2 separate regions of the Sus scrofa genome follow, and region 2 is linked to region 1. Evidence: chromatin contacts called from public Hi-C data. All regions are on one chromosome and are shown on one strand. Each heading gives the region's core, a stretch centred on a gene start, on an enhancer-like site or on the middle of the called end of the contact. The rest is flanking DNA. Distances are from core to core; before and after follow the strand shown.

Evidence for each region. A called contact is a pair of places that touch in the nucleus more often than the background predicts.
Region 2: a contact with region 1 is called in a Hi-C map of omental adipose tissue, with 1.9 times the contacts expected there. The contact joins two enhancer-like sites. A contact is called at or near these places in 2 of 5 promoter capture datasets (fetal skeletal muscle and liver), 22 of 47 Hi-C or Micro-C datasets (adipose tissue, brain, embryonic fibroblasts and 13 more) and 1 of 2 datasets of contacts at active chromatin or transcription factors (skeletal muscle).

Annotation. Positions count from the first base shown.
Region 1 is chr9:129,018,151-129,024,747 of Sscrofa11.1, reverse strand. No RefSeq gene overlaps it. Among named protein-coding and RNA genes, the nearest start is that of CENPF, 9.2 kb to the right of the region's middle. Within about 2 kb of position 2,592, at least 2 of the 83 cell types and tissues checked have an H3K27ac peak or open chromatin away from gene starts, as enhancers often do. A contact at or near this core is called in omental adipose tissue, where this site is marked.
Region 2 is chr9:129,198,434-129,205,030 of Sscrofa11.1, reverse strand. It overlaps PTPN14 (tyrosine-protein phosphatase non-receptor type 14), which reads right to left. Exons shown (of 21, transcript XM_003130398.6): 8 at 6,292-6,379; 9 at 2,695-2,783. Among named protein-coding and RNA genes, the nearest start is that of PTPN14, 87 kb to the right of the region's middle. Within about 2 kb of position 3,855, at least 9 of the 83 cell types and tissues checked have an H3K27ac peak or open chromatin away from gene starts, as enhancers often do. A contact at or near this core is called in omental adipose tissue, where this site is marked.

The sequences.
Region 1 (6,597 bases), core at 1,343-3,842:
CAGGACACACTTTGCTAAATGAAGGGGGTTCTCAATTCTACTCTTTTTTTTTTTTTTTTTTTGGCTTTTTGCCATTTCTTGGGCCACTCCTGCGGCATATGGAGATTCCCAGGCTAGGGGTCTAATCGGAGCTGTAGCCACCAGCCTACACCACAGCCACAGCAACGTGGGATCTGAGCCGCGTCTGCGACCTACACCACAGCTCACGGCAACGCCAGATCCTTAACCCACTGAGCGAGGCCAGGGATCGAACCTGCAACCTCAGGGTTCCTAGTTGGATTCGTTAACCACTGAGCCACGACGGGAACTCCTCAATTCTATTATTTTTATTTTGAAACGTGTAAATATTTCAGCCAGGTGCCTTATGTTTGTCTCCATTCAGAGTAGATTTAAAAAAAAAAAAATCCTTGACAAAACTTGTCAGTATGTTGCCTCTCTATATTTCTTTAAAATATTTTGTGTTATTTAGATGCATCAAAATTGTTAGCTTTGCCAGCTTCCTTTCCTCTTGCTTCAGAATATACATTTATGAAATAAAAACAAGAGGATCCATCAAAAGATTATTCCACAAGTCTGAATATTCCAAGGCACAGTGATAGAATTTCAAAAGTGAAGTGTGTAAGTTGATTAAATTCTCACTGTTTAATTTATTCAAAATTTCCTTGCTTTTATTGGATAAATTTCAGTATCTCCATGTTTCCAAATTTTAAGAACTACAATTCTCTAAAAGTTTTGAAGAACATTTCTGTTCTCTATATCTCTTATTTAGTAAGAAATTTATTGACAAGAGATAGATGGTATGCAGAATTTGTACTCATATGCTCCTCACAAAACGAGTAACTTTATCTTCAAAATTAAACTTTTTAACTGAATTTACAATAGTAATCACAATAAGGTCTAGTGAGGTTTTTACTTTAATTCCATAAATTTCATGAAAAATTGAATTATTAGAATTCATTTTTTAAATTTGAAGCAATTGGTGACATAAAAAATGAGTCATTTAGCTATCTGCAGAGTTCTATTAATTAAACCAAACACATTAACGGCTATTGCTTCTTGTCCAAGAAACTTTAAAATAATGACTAAGATTTCAAGCAAATTCTGAGGTCTTTATAGCATATTTATGTCATCTAGTTTTCCTTACTACAGGTCCCATGGTGGGAGGTGGAACGCTGGGAAACATTTGATGTATGTTGTACACTTATCATCAAATCTACTGACAAATAAAAATTCCGTACTTAATTTTCACCAAACATGTGTTTTTGTTTTGCTTAGCTTTGCTTCTTGAGCTCTTGCTGCTGAGAGGGTTCACTGCAAAATCTTTAAAAATTGTTAACAGCATTAAAGTAAATACAGCTTCCCCTGCTTTATGGAAGTAGAGTGTTCTCATGAAACCTTCCGTTAAGCTGAAACAGTGTAAAGCGAAGGAGCAGTTACCTCGGGACCCATCTGGCTAAGCAATGCACAGAATGAATCCAGGTAAAGCACAGGTGTTCACAACTATGGCGGACAGATGCTGAGATGCCACGTGTGGTCCAGGGGAACAGTCTGGTGGTGCCACTCTCACTGCTCCGGGTATGGGCTGCCTCGATAAGAGCTCCTGCAAAACAAACACGAAATGCCATTTTCACCTTCTGCCTTTTTGTGTGAAAGTGAAGTCTCCTTCAGAGTTGTTCCAGTTAGCCAAAAAAGGTACCAGAATTGGTGTAAACCCAACTTTTAAAAGTGGGGGATAGCTATAAATCACTGTAGATTTACACTGGCTAATATGAGACAAAACCATTTCAGCAGGATTGCTCACACCTCTCTGTATCAGCTCTACTGGGGCATTCTTCTACTCCCCACATTTATTTCCCACATTTATTTCACAAAATTTCAAAACGACCCCACCTGCTGGCCAACGAGCAGCTTCCTCATCTCCCAGGCCGATTGTTTTTTTTTTTTGTTTTTTTTTTTTTACTTTTTGAGGCACTCTGGACTAGGGATTGAACCAGAGCCACTGCAGTGACCTGAACCACTACACTGATAACTGCAGTTCCACAAAGGGAAGTCCAAAGTGTTTGATAGGGATCTTGCCTTTCCCTTTGGCCGCCTGCGGCAAGCCCAAGTTCCCAGGCTAAGGATTGAACTCCAGCCACAGCAGTGACAAGGCAGGATCCCTAACCGCTAGGCCACCAGGGACCACTTTGAGGGCCTCACTCTGGACTAAGGCACAATGACTCATTCACCAGTAGGACCACCAGGGACAGCCGACATATTTCTCCCACTTCACTGAGGACCAGAAGTTAGCTGTTCCAAGATGCCTGTATGCAACCATACTGACAGCTACGCTATCCTTAAAGCGGAGGACTTATCTGTGTCAAGGCGGGTTTCAAAAAAGTGAGAGGCATTATCACCGATAGTTCAGATTTAACCACATGTGAAATGTTGAACTCTGCTTATTACACATCTCTCACACGCTACTGGCAAAGGCCATGGTAGAATACAGAAGTACAAAGTAATCTATCAAACCCAGCTTGGCTTAATACAACTATTTTAAAGAACGTTTTGTTAATAACAACAACAACAACAATTCTGGGACACACATTAAACCAGAGGGATGCCAGGACAATAGAAGCAAATCAGGAAGTATGTTCATTTTCTCTACGGACCGCAAGGATGCTTCACAAAGTGGACTTCTGTACTCCAAACCTGCTAAGTCAGAACAAGGGTATAACCAAAATTCGCATGCAAAAAAACCTTTCCATGATATTCTTAGGGACCCTAAATTTTTATTCCTGGATTAGGGAATTCCTTTACCTTTTATTCCAAGATGTCAGCCCCCTGGTTAGAGGGGGCTGGGAGAATCAAGCATTTTATTCCATAGCCAATCCAACACCTGGATCAAAACTGACATTGAAAGTGAGCTAGAGACAAATTTAATGTAAATTCGGTCACATCATATAAATACTGTCATCTCCTTGAGCGAACTTGTCTTGCAAGTTGAGAGATTTATTTCTGGCTGTGTCATTGCCTGTTTGGGAACGTGGACCTATAGCAGCCACGTTCTTTCTTTGAGGATCAGGTTTCCAACTGAAGACTAGAAAATATAATGAATGTTGATTTTAATACCTTGGAAGAAATAAGCACTAGGTGAACCTGTTTCCCCCTTAAAAAATGCTACTGACACTTTTAAAATATATAGATTATATCATTACATTCATAAACCTTACTATCGCAAGAATTGTGAGAATATGTTTTGTGTTTCTATAAGGTAACCGATTGCAAAATGAAAATGTTTTATCTGTTTAAATTATTTGCTTAATTTGCACCTTTTTTTGCTTTTTTAGTTTTTTTTGGTTTTTGTTTTGGTCAGTAACTGGTTGTGTGAATTTTTGGCAATATCTTGACATCACTGACCTCAACTAAGCAATTACGATTTCAATCTAGTGGATGTCCAATATTCATTTTAGTTTCCTGAATTCATCTTTTATACCTTAGAAAAGTGTTTTTTTTGGCCACACCTGCAACATGCAGAAGTTCCTGGGCTAGAGATCCAACCTGTGCCACAGCAGGGACATGAGCTACTGCAGTGACAACGTGGGACATTTAACCCATTGAGCCACATTGTTTTATTATTTGTTACTAAGAAAGATTATATAAGCAGAAAGATTATGAATTATTTTTTCCTTTGATTTTCCTCTATTTTAAGCAAGTAAATATTTTAAAAAGAGAGTAAACAAGAACAGTAGATAGACTAAGGAAAGAAGGGGTGGTAGAAGGATAATGTCCCAGGAGGTACGGATCAGCTATAATTTCTAAAGACTTTCTAAAGTATAGGGGATCACCTAGTGGTTGGGAATAGAAAAGTCTTCTTAAAAGTTTTAGATCCTTTTTCTTGTGCTTCAGTAATTACTATTGAGTAATGTTCATATGGTTTCTGGTTATTTTACTTAAAACACGTGAAGAACTGAAATTTTATTTTTTGTAACCAACTTTATTGAAATCATGCTAACATGGGAGCTCTCGTTGTGGCTCAGCAGTAATGAACCCAACTAGTATCTAGGAGGATGCAGGTTCCATTCCTAGTTTTGCTCAGTGGGTTAACAATCTGGCGTTGCTGTGGCTGTGGTGTAAGCTGGCAACTATAGCTCGGATTTGACCCCTAGCCTGGGAACTTCCATATGCTGCAGGTGGCAGCCCTAAAAAAGACCAAAAAAAAAAAAAAATCATGCTGGTATGTTGAATATGTAATATTTACCCTCAAGCCTCTCTTTCCTGGAGGGATCAAGAATCCCTTAGTATTAAGCTTTGAAAATTAATTCTCGTCCCAAAGGATGTGTTAAACTTGTGGTTCCCGGTCAAAGAAGTCTAGATATGTACAAAATAAGCATAAAAGACCCTTACCTATCAGAAACCTCTGGTCTAAAACCATCAGCACCAGGCGAATCCATTATGATTACATTTTTAATTTCACAGATGAGATTGCGAGGTTCTGCCTGTATAATAGAAGCTTTCAAACATTTGAGAGACCAAGATGGAATTTTCACTTGATGAATATAATAAATCATATATGTATGGCAACTTCTGTGTAGATTGGGTTCCTCAAAAGCAGAGACTAAGATAAAGACTTGGATGGAAGCAGTTCATTTGGGTGATGATTCCAGGAAGCAATGTGGGGAGCAGGGAGAGTGAGAGAGGGGAGGGGGAGAAGTCAAGAGAAGTATATCCTACCTTTTCCTCCCTATGAAGTAGACGATCAGCTGTTCTGCTCACAGCTCTGCCCACTGAAGTTCCACCTTGTGGTGATGCAGGGAGTGGCAGTTTATTTTCAGGACACCCATCATATTCAGGCAACCCATTTGTAAATGAGGATTAGGCAGTTTCTCCTTTGTTGGTTTTTTTGGGGAACCTAAAAAGATAGGCATGGATGTGTATTATCTATAGATGTGCATTGAGGCAAAGCCTGGGTGAAACAGAACTAGTTGACTTTTGGTGACTTGTTTATGTAAGTTATTTGTGTCCTTTAGACCCGCTTGGGCCTTACTGCCCAAGGGTTAGGGTTAGGGTTAGGGTTCCTGCTGCACTCGCTAGAATGCCTGACTTGGTGGGTCTGACAATACCTCAGATAGGGATGAACATACCTGATGTTGCAAGTTCAGGTGCTCAGTTGTTACTAAAACCAGTAGCAGACCAGGAGCCTCTTTCAAATGGTGAGTCATTCCCTCTTGGAGAAAACATAGCCTTGCTCCAGGATGCTGGGGAGTCTGTGCAATGACTCTGTCCTTGAGGCTTGCCAGAGGGTTGGCCTTATCTGCCAGAGTTACCTCCGGTGTTGTTAGGTTTGAGGATGATATGGTCAGGCACAGCACTCTCCCTTGATTTTGCCCTGTAGTGGCTCTCAGCTTGCTGCTGGGCCAAAGCCTGAGTTTTTCTGGTGCCATAAATCAAGAAAATCCAAGGGTGCTGGCTATTTACTGCTCACCTAGGAACACAACCCCAATCAACATTCCAGAAAGCTTTTGGAAAATTAATATTCTTATTCTAAAATTTTTATGGAGGCGTTCCCTCATGGCTCAGCAAGTTAAGGATTTGGAATGGTCACTGCTGTGGCTTGGGTCACTTCTGTGGCATGGGTTCGATTCCTGGCACAGGAACTCCTGCATGCCACAAGTGTGGCCAAATAAATAAATAAATAAATAAAAGACAACTTCAGGAAACTAGAATGAATACTGAATGTCCATTGGCCAAAAAAAAAAAAAAAAAAGCAAAAAAATGTTTATGCAAAATAAAGATCCTAGAATAAATGACACAATTTCAAAAAGATCATAGGTGTAAACCAAGGATTTACATTACCTAATTTCATGACTTACTATAAGGCTATATTAATTAAGACAGTGTGATTCAGGTAAAAAGATAGACATACAGATCGGGAGAACAGAATAGAGAGACAGAAATATATCCCTATTTGTATATTCAATTAATTTTCAGTGAAGTTGCTTTCAATAAAGAGAGGCTAATCTTTTCAACAAATGGTGGCAGAAGAGCAAGATCTCTATTTGGGAAAATGTAAGTATTGATCCCAACTTTGCACCCAACAATAAACTCAAAGTGGGTCATGAACTTAAATGTTCAAATCATGAACTTAAATAATTCAAATTATAAAATTTCCAGAAGAAAACAGGAGAGACTGTCTGTAAATTTGGGGCAGTTTCATCACAAAAAAAGCGCATGATGCATAAAAGAGAAAAATGAATACACTCCATCAAAATGAAAAGTTTCTACTTTTTGAAAGACATCATCAAGAAATAGAAATGGGCTCATATCTGACAAAGGCCTTGTATCCAGCCTCTGTGAGAAATCATAGGAAGAAGATCAACTTAATAAAATATAGGCAAAATATTTCAATAGACACTTCACAAAAGAAGATATACAACTAGATAACAACCGTGTCAAAAGAGGCTCAATATCATTTGTTATCAGAGAAGTGCAAATTAAACCCACAGTGAGATAACATACACACCAATTAGAATGACATAACAACTGACTACCGCTAGTTGGTGATGATGTGGCTCAGGCATAGAACACTCCTGCAAGGTGGGAATGTGAAATATACAA
Region 2 (6,597 bases), core at 2,606-5,105, 180 kb before region 1:
GAAAGGGAAAGAAACGGCCACATGCATCTATTTAAGCATCGAAAAATCCCGTGTAGACTGCAACCAGATATTTCCGCTGAGAAAGCCTACTTTCCTTGGTGAGCTAGGAGGAAAGTGTGTAAGAGACCTCAGCTGCCTTGTTCTTCCTGTTTCCAAACTGCCAGAGCACTTCCTGTGATCCCCACTTGATGATGGAGGAGCTTAGTATTTAAAAGTCAAGTGTTTCCAGGAGCCTAGGCTGAGGAATCCACAGCGATTCTGTGTTGAGACGTACAACACAGATTTGGTTGTGTCATTTAGAAAAAAAATGCCTAGGTTTAATGTGCCTACGTTTTTGTGATCTAAACACACACACACACACACACACACACTCACAATTCCTTCTCTGTCCTCATGGAGATTTAGCCAAAATGAGATCCACAGAAAGAACCATCAGACAGGGAAGGGAAGGTCTTGCTTCCCATCCTACTTGGAGCCAGTTTCTCAGCATCTCTAACACTACCTGCGTTCACTCAGTTCCCCAACCTGTAATTCCCTGCCAGGGCCTTTTCTCTCCCTCTTGCTTTTGCTCATCACACCTCCCCTTCTGCCTGCGTGACTTCTTTAAGACACAGAGGGCGTCACCTTCTCCAGGAAGGCTTTCCTCATCCTCAACCACCTACAACCCCTCTACCAGTCACCACACTGTATTACAATTATTTATGTCTGCGACCAGTGTCCTAAACTAAACCAAACTTGGCCATAATCCCATTCGCCGGGCAGAGATTCTACCTTCTTCATCTCTGTATTCCAAGCACCAAGGACCAGGCTCTACACAGCATCCAACAGATGTTTGCCGAAATAATTAAAAGTCCTAACACTGCCTTTCATCTAGAAAGAGTACAGCTCTCTTATCTACTTCTATCTTAGGTAGACAGGCAGTTATTTGCGTTCTTACTTTGGAGGTGAGGCAACTCAGGCACAAAGGAGTACGTACGTGGCTTTGCCTCATTCATTCTGCTCATCAGGGACGGATGGGTTCTATACCCCCCAGGTTTTCCTCGGCTCACCTTGCCCTTGCACGGGTACCAACTGCGTCTACATACATCTGCTGGGGCTGTACTCCCTACAGGTGCTCTGCACAGCTGTCTGCCGACGTACAATGCCATCGGATCGCATCTACGTGGACTCATGGCTACGTGGTTTTCTCTAGCTCTATTCCTTCAAATCAACTGCCAAATTCTGGATCCACTCCTCAAGACTTCACCTAGTGGCGTGAAGAAGACGATACTGTAGCAGAAGTAAATCCTCATCTTTTAAGGGTTTCCAGGCCAGAGCTAAAGGAAGCGGTCTGGAAGCAGTTCCTAAGGAAACGGAACCAAACCTATGAGGGGCTTCCAATCAGGGAATTTTCAATGGCTCGTTTCATCTAACTAACCTCGGGAGCGGGAATGCAAGATGTGTCTATTTTTCCTCTCTACACTCAAGGAGAAGCGTTGATTTAGCTAGAGAGAACCGTGTCGGGGGAAAAGTGCCTGGGTAGCTTTAACCGGGCATAAAAAGGTACAGTTACCACTCCACACATATGTATATATTTTACTCAAGTTGTCAGAGGTATACAGAGTGGACTAAGTGTGTCCAAAAGTCAAAAGGTTTCTGCTGTAGCCCTAACGATCTCTCTCCCCACTCCCACTTCAATAATGTCTCTATTCAAAGAGCAAGAGAAAAATAAAAGGGCAAAAATCATGGCAGAGTGGGGACCTAGGAAAATAAAAGCCAATTAGGAAGCATTTCGTGGGAAAACTTTCTCAAAATGACCTGTAGGACCTGCTGATCCAGAGAGTACAAGGATGGCCAAGAATGCACTCCCAGAAGGTAGACGGTGCTTTGCCTCTAAGAGCTGTCTTTGATCGTCTGCCCTGGACGTGCAGCTCTGCCTATGAGATGCATACCCAGGAAAGCTGTTTTTCCAGTCAATAAGAAGCCATACTGCCCTCGTAAACAAAAGCGAGGATGCAGTTTTTCAGGCTGTTGATACCAGGATGGGATCTGTGGGCACCAATACGAAGCAGGCTGGTTGACATTTAAGGCAAGGGACACTCTGCCACTTTCCTGTGCTGCTCATGTAAAATGGAAAAGAGGGTTGAATTCTCAAAATAGTACACAGTACCAAAGGCCTTTCACTTAGGAGAACGAATTGATTGCTTTTTCAAGACACTTTCACAAATAGCCCTCTTTTGTTCATATAAGAATTAGTATGAACTTTTCTAGCAATGTGGTCAGGCAGAGGGCGGGCAGGATGAGGGAAAGAAGCCAGTTGGGATGTAATGACTGGTCCTGGGTAATCTCACAAAGATAATTCTGTGGGAACCTGACTCCTGGAAGGGCTCCTCGCCAACCAGACTCCTAGAGTTTGGTTCTACTCTTCCGGCTCAGTGGGGGGGGGGGGGGGGGGTCAGCTATGCATTTCTCGGAGTCAGGTGGAAAGAAAGAGCTTCCTCCATCCCCCGCCCCCCCCCAACAAACCCCAGGGAAAGTGGGATGATTTCTCCATAACCACTGAAATCCTGCAGAGGGCTGATCTTATCTGAGTTGAGGAAAGCGCAACTCGGAGCCACGGGACGGACTCTTCGAGCATCTGTATAACCTTCACCCTCCATGGAGTTTTCTAGAGCACCTCGAGGAGAAAAGGGAGAAAGAGACAAATCCGCCTACCTGTATATGACGGCTTGTCTTCCGATTCTGTTTCTCACGAAAATCCCCATGAAGAAAATGCCCAGGTGCACGCTGTTTCCATGACTGTCCTGCAGGAGATCAAGAGAGAGTTGTGACGACACAGATCCCCAGCGGCCTGGCGGTCTGCCCGCGGCGACCGCACCCCATTTCTCACCCGTACATGGAATGAATCACATCAGGGCAGTAAGGCAACTAGGTCCTGGAGAACATCCTAATAAGACGACACAGATCGTGTTTTTATCTCAATCTGTCACGACACATTTCCTGTTTAAGAAAGAATGTCAGGGTTTTCTCGGATTTGTTGGTGGTTAAGGCTTTCTCTTCCAGGAACAATTATTAATGTTTGAACCTTAGTGTTTGTTTTTTAAACTAAAACTATACACACATGTAGTTCGATTGTATACATACATTGCGTATGTGTGATGACAGATGCACACAGTTTGAACTTGGAACATTCTGTAGATCTTGCTCCAAAGCAGCCGCAGATGCAGCCTCACCCTTTCTTCTTCCTAAAAGCACCCAGTCCCACCACTGAAAGGCCTAGTGTGTGTCCATTTGCATCTGCTATGCTTGGCCTTCCAATTTAGAACCTGATGTTCTTCAGTTTGGGGATATTTCCTCAGCTCCCCACCTTCCGTTTCTTCTGTGCACTCCTTCTAGAACTCCCATTATTCAGATGATGGACACCCTGGGCTGGCCCTCTCATTTCATCTCCTGCCTCCCACATCTATTACTTTGTTTTTGGATGCGATTTCCTTGACATCATCTTCTAACCTATCAAATTTTCCCTTTTGGAGCTGACTTTTCATTTCTGGGAGTTCTTTTTTATTTTCTGAACGTTGCCTTTTACAAGCCATCTATCTATTTCAGTCAGGAGGTAAGAGGTTTATTTGTTATCACTGAAACTCATAGGATGTGTGGGGCAGGGGGATCCTTCCCCCTGCAGAATCTCTGCCTCGCTCAGGCTGCTCCTGTCTCGCTGCGTTGACTTCTGTTCTTCCTGCGAGGGCCTCGTGGGGGTGATGAGGCCTGTCTGTCTATGGTCTGGGCAGGGGTGGGGGGTGGGGTGCTAAACACAGGCCAGGACCTTCGTGAGCACAGGGAGGGCACATGGACAGCAGACGTCACAGTCAGGCAATCTTGGGGGCCCGTGTGGGGGAACCCAGAGGTCTTGCCTTGAGCCTGGTCTCTGGGGCCAGTCAGGTCCTTCCAACCTCCTGCCTGGGAGAGCGTCACCCGGCTGCCAGTGTTTCTGACACTCTGAGTCAACTGTGAGCAAACTGTCACCCAGCCCCCTGCTTTCACTTGGGGGACACCCTCTTTGTGCAGTGAGAGGAGGGCCACACCCCACTGGGCCTAAGATGGAAAAGATAAACCTCTACCTTCCACAGAATATGCAATCCCTTTTGAGACCCAAAGGTGACAGTTTCCCTTCTCAGGGGACCTCTTCTCAACCCACCTCCTAAAGCTTCCCATAAAGTAGGAGTCTTCTAATGGAGAGAGAGGATAAGACCACTGCTGGTGGGAAGCAGAGAGAGACAGGACTGGGAATTGAGTGGGGGGGAGACCTCGGTAATTAGGAGACGTGAAGATTCTATTACAGAAAAAGGTATCTGGGAAAAGAAGACAGGCGAAGTAGCGATGGAAAGAGGAAGGAAAATTCTGGGGAAAGACTGGGCACATCGCCAGCAGATGGGCAGAGAGGTTTGGTGGGGATGGCGACATGGGAGGAGCCGTCCACCAGGGCAGGACAATGGGGAAAACACAGAACAGGTGCCAGGCGCTGCATCGCTCAAAGCTTGGCCAGGGACTGAGGCTCCAGACTCTGTCTGACCCATTCTGGAAGGGTTCTTCTCCCCTATCATGTGCTCTGACCATACGAGAATGACGGAGGCTGCAGCCACCCCTGTGTTTGTGGCGGAGGGGAGCACATCTGGCAGGAAATGGCCTGGTACCCACCCTCCAACCTTGAACGTTTTTGAGAAAGCATGCATGGAAAAACTCACGCTAAATGTCCTTGTCCTTCCCTGGGACACATCTTAAGATACGTTTTTAATGTGAGGTGGTCAGTGAGGACCTGTGCTAACCCAAAGGGCCCCATCCCCACGGGCAGTCGGCCCCTGCATACTTTCCTGGCTGCTTTTTCACTTAGTTCAGAGCTGTCCCCATCCCTGCCCCCGCGGGTACAGCTGCCACACCCACCATCCTTGGGTGGCCAGGAGGCATGTGGTCTGTAGGTGGTCACCTTAGTCATGAACAAATATGCGGGGGCAAAGAAAAAGGAAGCAGCCCAGCTAGGTTACACCCACCAGCAGTGAGTCAGCCGTGCCTGTCTGCCCACTCGGGGCAGGCGCAAGGATCCCCTCTGCGCTTTTTCCCACCGGAGGACAGAGCTAGAAAATGCACAGAACCAAGCACAGTGGCTTTCAACACGGTGTCCACTGCCCCTCTTTCCCACAGTTCAGAACTGCTAAAAACAACACAAGCCAATGACCACCACAACAAAACCTCCAACGTCCAGAACCCTGAGAAGTCAGTTTTCTAGACGTGGAGAAAAGTTTACTCGGCTTTTCCAAAACATCATGACTATATATGGGCTGCTGAAATGGAAGTGGGATCCAGATGGCTTCATAAGGCATTATTGCAAGGAAAATGGATTACAATCCTACGAAGGGCAGCCATTAGAGAAGCAAAAGAAAATTAAACAAATCTGAAAAAAGAGCCATTTAGCCCTTTTTGCAAGCTGCGGCCACCCTGCTCGATTCCACTTGATACACATGGGCAGTTCTCATTAAAGCAAATGGCAAACGGTGCAGCAGAGGGGGAACAGAACACGTATAAAGCAGCCAGCAGAGCCAGTGTGAAGTGAGATGTTGAGGCTGAAATTGCAGGCGTCTCCCAAATTGCTGAAATGTGCCAGTCGCTTTAGGTTTCTGATAAAACTCCGTCTTTTGTAAAGTGGGTCAGCAGAGAGGAAAAGGCGTGTGGATGACGGGCTCAACCCTGTAAACGACCATGCACCATGACCCCCAACCACACCCACTTCAGGAGATGGATCTGTTGCAAAGGACGGATGTGCTGTAACAGTTTCCTAAGCAGAGTTTCCAGAAAACACGAAGGGGGCTGGAAACCCACAACAGAGGCTCTACAGAGCTAGAGAAATAAAGTACAACTGCACACAGGAAAGGCTCGTTCTGCCTCACCAACAATTATCACTGCATCAGCCTGAAAAACAAAAGGAAGCACAGCGAAGAAAACTGCCAGGGGGGATCGGTATTAAGGCACCCATGACGCTCGCTGCTCATCCCATCAGAGGCAGCCTGGATAACTTCTGATGTTTGATGCTCACTCAGAAGGGTGTCTTACCGAGGAGATATTCGGCTAAAGACCACGGAGAGCTTCAAAACCTCTCCATGATGAAAAAGTGTTTGCTTTCCTAAAGGAATTTGGACGTGCCAACTAATGCCATGGAGCGATACGAAAGCCAAGCCTCTGGCTCTCTGCTCTCGATCAGCACTGGTTTTCCAAATGCCTGTGCGGTTCCGAGATGGCTAAAGCAAGGGCAGGGTATGCTACCTTCACAGGGAAGACTTCCTGTCCAAATCCATCCAAACGTTCCACTTCGTTGATGTACATAAGCTCAGCTTCTGCTGGCAGGATTCCACTAAAATCAAGAGCATCAAAGGAGGAAATGGTTAAGGGCAATAAAGTCAGTGGATGATCCTACCCTCCTGGTGGCAAATTCCAGCACCTGTGGTTCTATTTCTGGGAAAAGCCATCATCACCCAACTGTGCAGGCATGGTGCATTACTAAGTAATCCATTAACATATTCCCCAGTAGCCTTTCACTCAACAGGGAATAATAACAGAAAGGTAACATAT